Regions from separate parts of the Sus scrofa genome. Here region 2 is linked to region 1. The links are chromatin contacts, called in public HiChIP or PLAC-seq maps. All regions are on one chromosome and are shown on one strand. The core of a region is the stretch at or near the end of the contact, and the rest is flanking DNA. Distances in the headings are between cores, read along the strand shown.

Evidence for each region. HiChIP or PLAC-seq counts read pairs in DNA pulled down with a chosen protein or histone mark.
Region 2: a contact with region 1 is called in an H3K27ac HiChIP or PLAC-seq map of skeletal muscle. The contact joins two enhancer-like sites. A contact is called at or near these places in 1 of 47 Hi-C or Micro-C datasets (mesenteric adipose tissue) and 2 of 2 datasets of contacts at active chromatin or transcription factors (alveolar macrophages and skeletal muscle).

The regions. Positions count from the first base shown.
Region 1 is chr11:17,923,958-17,927,311 of Sscrofa11.1, reverse strand. No RefSeq gene overlaps it. Among named protein-coding and RNA genes, the nearest start is that of KPNA3, 23 kb to the left of the region's middle. Within about 2 kb of position 1,676, at least 4 of the 83 cell types and tissues checked have an H3K27ac peak or open chromatin away from gene starts, as enhancers often do. A contact at or near this core is called in skeletal muscle, where this site is marked.
Region 2 is chr11:18,077,304-18,081,183 of Sscrofa11.1, reverse strand. The region is part of intron 3 of EBPL (emopamil-binding protein-like); the gene reads right to left. Among named protein-coding and RNA genes, the nearest start is that of ARL11, 21 kb to the left of the region's middle. Within about 2 kb of position 2,128, at least 17 of the 83 cell types and tissues checked have an H3K27ac peak or open chromatin away from gene starts, as enhancers often do. A contact at or near this core is called in skeletal muscle, where this site is marked.

The DNA of each region.
Region 1 (3,354 bases), core at 427-2,926:
TTTGAACATTGAGAGTCTCTTTATGTTGGCTCCTGACCCAAGTCTTTTGGACACAACCCAGTTGTCTCTGAAAGCTTCTTTGCTTTATAGTATGACCAAATGTTGATTTCTTGTACCAGCTCTGATATCAGTGATAATCCACAGAAGCCCTGGTTCCCTTTAGTGACCACAGCTGAATTGAGGGACCACATTCTGGGTGCCAGGAGTATTTCTTACTCCTGGGATCACCAGTGAGTAGGCCTCTTCAGTGGCCCGATCCAGACTCCTGCCTCCTACTGCCCTCATTCCCTTCACACCCTCATCCTTGCTCACTGTGCCACTAAAAGGGACAGAGCAGGCAACTCCTGCTGAGGGCGCTGTCATTGCCCTCACTGTCCCTGTGCCTATTGTGCACTTCGCTCAACACCGATGGCTCACGCCTCCTGTGCTTCAGGCCTTTGCTCAGATGCCACTTACTTGAAGGGCTTCATGTTCAGAGTGAGACCATCCCTGAACACGTCATTCAACCTGGACCACGGAACCCCTTCCCTCTCCAGTACCCTCCACTCTCTTGCCTGCCTTAGTTGTCTCCCCACACATACCCTGTAACACTATGTAACATGCTTGCTGATTATTTTGTCTGCTATCTGTTTACCCATTAGAATGTACACTCCAAGAGGGCAGAGACTTGTCTATTTGTTCAGAACTGTACCCCTGGCATCTAGAACAGGTTCTAGCACAGAAGAGCTGCTTAGTAAATAGTTGTTGAAGAAATGAATTGAGAGGGAATAAGGTAACTGACCCAAGCCCACCTGCTCTTTCAATTATTGGAATCTTTTGACAAACATTTGTAGCCTCCGAAAATTAGAGGTTTGTGGAGAATATGAACTCAATCTGCCCCATTACTTCACTATCAAGTCTAGAAATGGGACTAAACTCAGTCACTACACACACACACACACACACACACACACATGTTAGCTTCATGGGCCACTGTGAGGATGGTGGATTTTAGACTGAGTGAGATGGGACATGTGAATGACACGACTCTCCTGGGTTGTGGTGTTTTTGTTTGTTTGAGGATTTGGGCTAAAATCAAAACTTTCTTTTTTTTTTTTTTTTTTTTTTTTGCCATACCTGCAGCACATGGAAGTTCCTGGGCCAGGGATTGAACACACGCCACAGCAGTGACCCAAGCCGCAGCAGGGACAACACCAGATCCTGAACCCATTGCCCCACAAGGAAACTCCCCAACCACAGCTTTTAGAGTGGAGTTGCCATTTACTGAAATGGAAAAGAAAACAAGAGAAGGAGATTTTTGAGGGACAAACCCTGTTGGTTTTGACAGGCCGGTGAAACACTGGAGCTGTCTGGTGGACAATTACACAGAAGGGTTTCAAGCTCAGAGGAGACATCCCGCCTGCATAGATGAACTTGGGCGTCATCCGTGCAGAGACAGTACTTAAAGCCATGAGGCAGCAAGAAGAGAGGAGACTGAAAGGAGATGAGGTTCTAGGATTGAGCCCGGGGTCCTTAAACGTCTGGGAGAAGAGGAAGAACCAGCAAAGGGGGCTGAGAAAGACTGTCCTGGAAGGCGGCCGGAAACCATGCAGGCCGGGTTGTCCTGAAAGTGTTCCAAGGAGGACAGAGTGAACAAGTGCCATCATGCTGCTGGGGGTCAAGTACCATGACCTCTGGATTAAAGATAGTAACTAACTGTCCCTCGGGGATAAATCGAAGCCAGCGCACACATACAGAGCGCACTCCCCAAGCTGATGTATCTTAAAGTAAATCGTGGGTGATATGACGGGGTTTTTCTGGGTGCATTTTACTGGAGGCGGGCTAACGACGGCCCCACTCTTACTTGGGCCAGGGTGGGCAGCGTGCAGCCCGGTGTCTCTGCTCATCAGGGTGACACTCAGGCCATCTCCAACATTAGGAAACCAGAACCTTCCCTCAGGCAGGGTTAGAGAAGTGTCTTCCACTCCTGGGAAACACCATCCAGGGGAGGTCCCCTCCCTCGGGGGTTGAGGGGAGGCAGGGCAGCTTCAGAGCTGGGAGGTGGCGAGGTGGGGGAGGGTGGCCACCCCATCTGGAATCTGCCCGCACTTTCCCAGCGCCCTTCCCCGCAGGGCTGGCCGCCTTCCCCAGGGAGCCTCTCCCTCACAGCTTCCTTCAGCCCACTCATTCCCCCCCCACAACCTTTGGCTGCCTCAGCTTCTCCACAGGGAACGAAAACATCCACAGTTTAAAGGAAATTCCTGATAACTGAAAACAATGATCACTTTGAATGCAGGCAAGACTGAGGCACATCTGCCCTACAGGGAACACCTCTAATCCCCACCTGGCCCTCGGGCATCAGTGCCCATAGGCTCCGAAATGAAGGAGGTGGGGACCCTGACCCTTTGCCTAAATGGTTTCCTGAAAATACAAGGAAGGCATATTCTTTTACCAGAGCTGTCTCCTTAAGCCTCTTATAAGCAAACGATTGTTGGGTTATATGGTTCTAATCAAGCTTTTTTTTTTTTTTTTCCCCTTAAGGTTTTATCCACAAATCTACTGCAAGACAATGACAGTGGGAATTATTATCTGAAATCAGGTTTGGGAAGAGTCCTTGACCTCAGCCCCAACTGGCCCATCCACAAAATGCAATGCTTTCCAGACACAAAAACCTTTGGACGGCTCTACCTGAATGGATGTGGACCCATCCCCTAGACATATTGGGTGACAAATGGAGTATTTATTATGTTACCATTTGTGTAAAAAGAAAAAGAGAGAGAGAGAGCACAGACATTTCTGAACTTGTAACAGATTGGTATATATAGAGAAAGGAGACCTGTATTTCATTATATACCTTTTTGTTGTTTTTCCATTTTTAGAAGGTACATAAATCATCTATTCAAAAATTAATTTTAAGAAAACTAAAGAAAGCACTTAGATAATCAATACTCTTCAATTGACTGATTGATCTTGGCCTTCCAAGGAGGACTTAGAGATGAGAACTGAAGAAGGGCGTGCTTTTAGAGGGATACATCTGATCTCCTGGGGAAGGTTTTAGTGCCAGAGTGGGCCTGGGATAAGGAGAGTGGAAAAGGTGTCAACAGACACCCAGAGACACTTGAAAGAATCTGTGAAGTACTTAAGTTCTTTGACACTTAGGAAATTACATCTTAGCTGTGATAGATGTGAGAATGTGCTGGTTGAGAAAGCCCAGGGCAGTTACCTCTGGTCTGGAGCTGGTCCAAGGAGTCCCCTCTGCTGTCTTGGAGGGTTAGGTCAACGCCATGCACGTCTTCAACGAAGGCTGTTTGTCTTTTTCTGGAAGGGGCACGCTGGGGGAGAGGGGAAGCACAGAGGTTCTGAGCCTAGGCCAAG
Region 2 (3,880 bases), core at 879-3,378, 150 kb before region 1:
GAGTTCCCTTCGTGGCTCAGCAGTTAATGTACTCGACTGATATCCATGAGGATGCAGGTTCGATCCCTGGCCTCACTCAGTGGGTTAAGGATCCGGCATTGGCGTGAGCTGTGGTGTATGTGGCAGACACGGCTCGGATCCTGTATTGCTGTGGCAGCTACAGCTCTGATTCAACCCCTAGTCTGGGAACCTCCATATCCTGTAGGTTGAGCCCTAAAATAGCTAAAAAAAAAAAAAAAGATACTGCAGAGTCGGGGCTGGGCATCCATTGGGTCCGGCACCAATAGGAAAAGGATCTGGATCCTTGTGTGTCGACACCTCCACTGCCGCCACCAAGCCCTGCTCCACAGGCCAGGTCCATTGAGAGTTTCAGGGCCAACAGGAAAACAAACTGAGGTTCGAGACAGATTCTGTCCCTGTGGCAAACTGAAGTGCAAACTCAACAAAGCCTCGCGGGTAGAGGTCTAAAGTGCTTGGGGACCCAGCAAGGAGGCTGGGTCCAGGGGACCCATGGATCCCTGGCGTGTGGACAGCCCCCCCCCAACACAACTAAGATCAGCCCGACAGCAACCCTATCCCCCCGCTGGAGACCTGGGGGCCCAGGCCTTGTCAGACTCGGTTTGGACGGGTAGGGGCAGCCGGGGGAGGACAAGCCTGGGGGGACCAGCTCAGCGGGTCTGGATGAAATGCGGGAGCTGACACTCCACAGTCGCAGCTGCTTCCAGCCCCCTCACTGCAGGAGGCTCCGTCCCTCCTTTCCCAGTTGCTCCAGGTCTCTTTCGGCCCTGATGTCAAATCCCCCTTTCCAGAAGCACAAGCAGAAGATTTCCTTAGAAAGGAAACCAAAAGATGCCGAGGACAAGGAATCACAAAAGCCCTGATGATGCAAAGCAACAGTGGCGTGAAAGTAGCTTGAACCCAGTCTTGGACAGACTGACGAACTCCCGGGAGCACAGTCTTGCTCTTTTCACCTTTTATTCTCTCTGACCTGCCTGCTCAGAAGCCCCAGGTTTGGGCCAGTTGTCCTGCTTCCGGTCTGAGCACCCAGCACGTTTAAGGGCTGGTCCTGAGACTGCCTCTCAGCCGGCGGCAGTGGGGATGTCGTATATTCAGGACCAGGACCACAGACCCAGTCAACGCTGAATAAATGTGTGAGCTTTTTTATTTGGTAAGAACAGCGGAGGGAGTGTGCTCCCCTCACAAGTGTGTGTGCCAAATACCATGACTCCGTTTCTGTTAAGGAGACGCTCAAAGCATCTTGCCCCGAATACCACAGGTCCCCACCCAGCATCCCCCAGTGGCAAAGATGGCAGGGCTCCAGGTTGTCCCCCCCACTGCCTGTGGCACGGGACTGATGCTCACGTCCTTCGCAGGTTCACTTCCGTAGAAGGAAGAGGATAATCCCTGTCCACAACATGGGACCATCGTGAGGAGCAGATAAACAATGAGCAGAAAGTGCTTTTTAAAAAAATTTCTCTCAGCAGTATTTTATAGTTTTTATTTTACTTTATTTTTATTTTGTCTTTTTAGGGCTGCGCCTGTGGCATATGAGGTTCCCAGGCTAGGGGTCTAATCGGAGCTGTAGCCACTAGCCTATACCAGAGCCACAGCAACACAAGATCCGAGCCGAGTCTGCGACCTACACTACAGCTCATGGCAACGCGGGATCCTTAACCCACGGAGCGAGGCCAGGGATTGAACCCGCATCCTCATGGATACTAGTCAGATTCGTTTGCACTGAGCCACGACAGAAACTCCAGAAAAGTGCTTTGAATTGGAATGAATGCACATGCAGGGCATTTGTAGTACACAGTCCTTTCCCTAGACACCAACCAACCTGGCAGCCCAAAGGTTTCACCCTCTCTGGCTCAGGCTTACCAAGTGCCTAAGGCAGATTCCAGAGGACATACCAAGAATCTGAAAGCCAACAAGAGGTTGGGAAACAGACCCCACAACTGGGAGGCTTTGAACTTGTGATTCCCCCCGAACTCACCACTACCTCCCACCCCCACCCCACCCTTCTCCTAAAGGCTCAGACACTAAAAATACCCCAGCCACCTGCTGCCCAGGGAGGCAGTAAATCACCAGCCCTAGAGCACCAGAATCTGGGCCGACGTGGCAGGTGGTGGCTGATGTGGGCCAGATGGGGCAAGTCCACTCGTCCCACCAGGTGGCCGGGATGGGGAGGGGCTGGGAGGAGGAGACTGCCCACAGGAAGCAGGGGCGCCGCTGCAGGTGCTCCTTGGGTGTAGGGTGACTGCAGGTGGGTGTGTCACGGGAGGGAAGGGGCCTCCCTGGGAAACGGCAGGGACTTCTATGGTGACAGGCAACTGCTTCACCACAAAGAATTAGGTCATCTCATCCAAATCCACACATCCGCCACTCAACTGCTGTCCTATCGTCCCAGGGCCACCAGAGGTCACTGTTACAGGGAACATGAACGGTTGTGGTCCAGCTCCGGACAGGCACGACTTTATGGGGACCGTTCAGACCCTGGACGCTCAGGGGCACATCAGTGAGGTCTGTTTCCTGCTTCCAGTTATAAGGGATTAGATCCCAGCCCCTGGGACCCAAATCAGTTCAACTCCCAACACAGAACCAAGAAATGCCAAAAATCTGTTCACGGTTACTTTGAGCACAGTGAATCAGAAACGAGAGGCCAAGACACTTTTTAACTAAAAAGTCACTTACTTTTTAACTAAAACACATCATCAACAAACACACTTGTGGGGAACAAGAAGCAGAGTGCTGTGGAGTGTTGCTCACATCTGAAAAAGTGGAGACCCTGATAGCATGTCCCCCATTTGTCACCCCCCCGCCCCCAGAAAAACCACTGCAAGAAAGGTAACTGCTGTCACAGGAGCACTGGGTCCAACCAGTGAAAAATACTAACAGAACAATGCAAATCACAAAATCAAAACAACACAATTAAGAGGCTATTCAAGTAGAATGAACAGACCCCGATGATCAGAAATGTACTGAGGTTAAGTTTTTTGATGAGAAAAAAATCCACAAAAGTGAAGAGTTTTCACAGATTATAGGTTTCTGGGAACATGTCTAACACCGTTGGACTAGAAAGAGCACATTTAAGTGAACCAGGTTCTAGTTTATTAAAAAACTCTATGGCCTTGGGCAGGTTACCTAACCCCTCTGAGCCTCTGTCTCCTCGTGTATGAACTGGACCTGTCCAAGGCCCCTTTAAACAACACATGCCTCTAGGATTCTAAGTGTGGCCTTGAGGGGGCCCTGTGCAGCTGGGAAGGTGGATTTCAAAAACAACAAAACAGTGCAGGGACATTTAAGTGACACACATAAGGGCTGCAAGAGTTTTGGAGTCCTCGCCTTCTGAGTCCTCGGGGACTGAGGGAAAGCTTCTGGGGGGACAGGGATTAAACACCTCAAACACAACCCTGCAGCACGCTCAGCACACTTGATCCCTCCCTTGAAGAGCTGGGAAGTGGCCAATCCAATATTTTAAGATGTCAACTTGATCTGTGTGGACGTAAACATCTAAGGAAACCGGTTTCCAAAAATAAATGCTAACGGCTACCCATCAACCTCTCGAAGCGCATGCATTTCTCCAGAATGGGGTATGTTCTGTAACACTATCCAGTCGGTGTTGTGTGTCCGTGTAGACCTGCTGCTTCTTGGATGATGAATCTGGGGCAAGGGAGAGAGAGGAGGGAAGGGGGGAGGTCGAAGTCCTTCTTCAATCGTTAAAAGCCTCCCCCAAATGTTAATACACACAAAGGCAAGAGCCTGAGAAATAGAAACTAGATTTGTAATAGTGGTTCTGTCTGATGATACTGGGGGGGGGGGTAAATTTTTTTTTCCTTATTGCGTATCTGGGGTTTCCATTTTTCAGCAATGGACACGTATC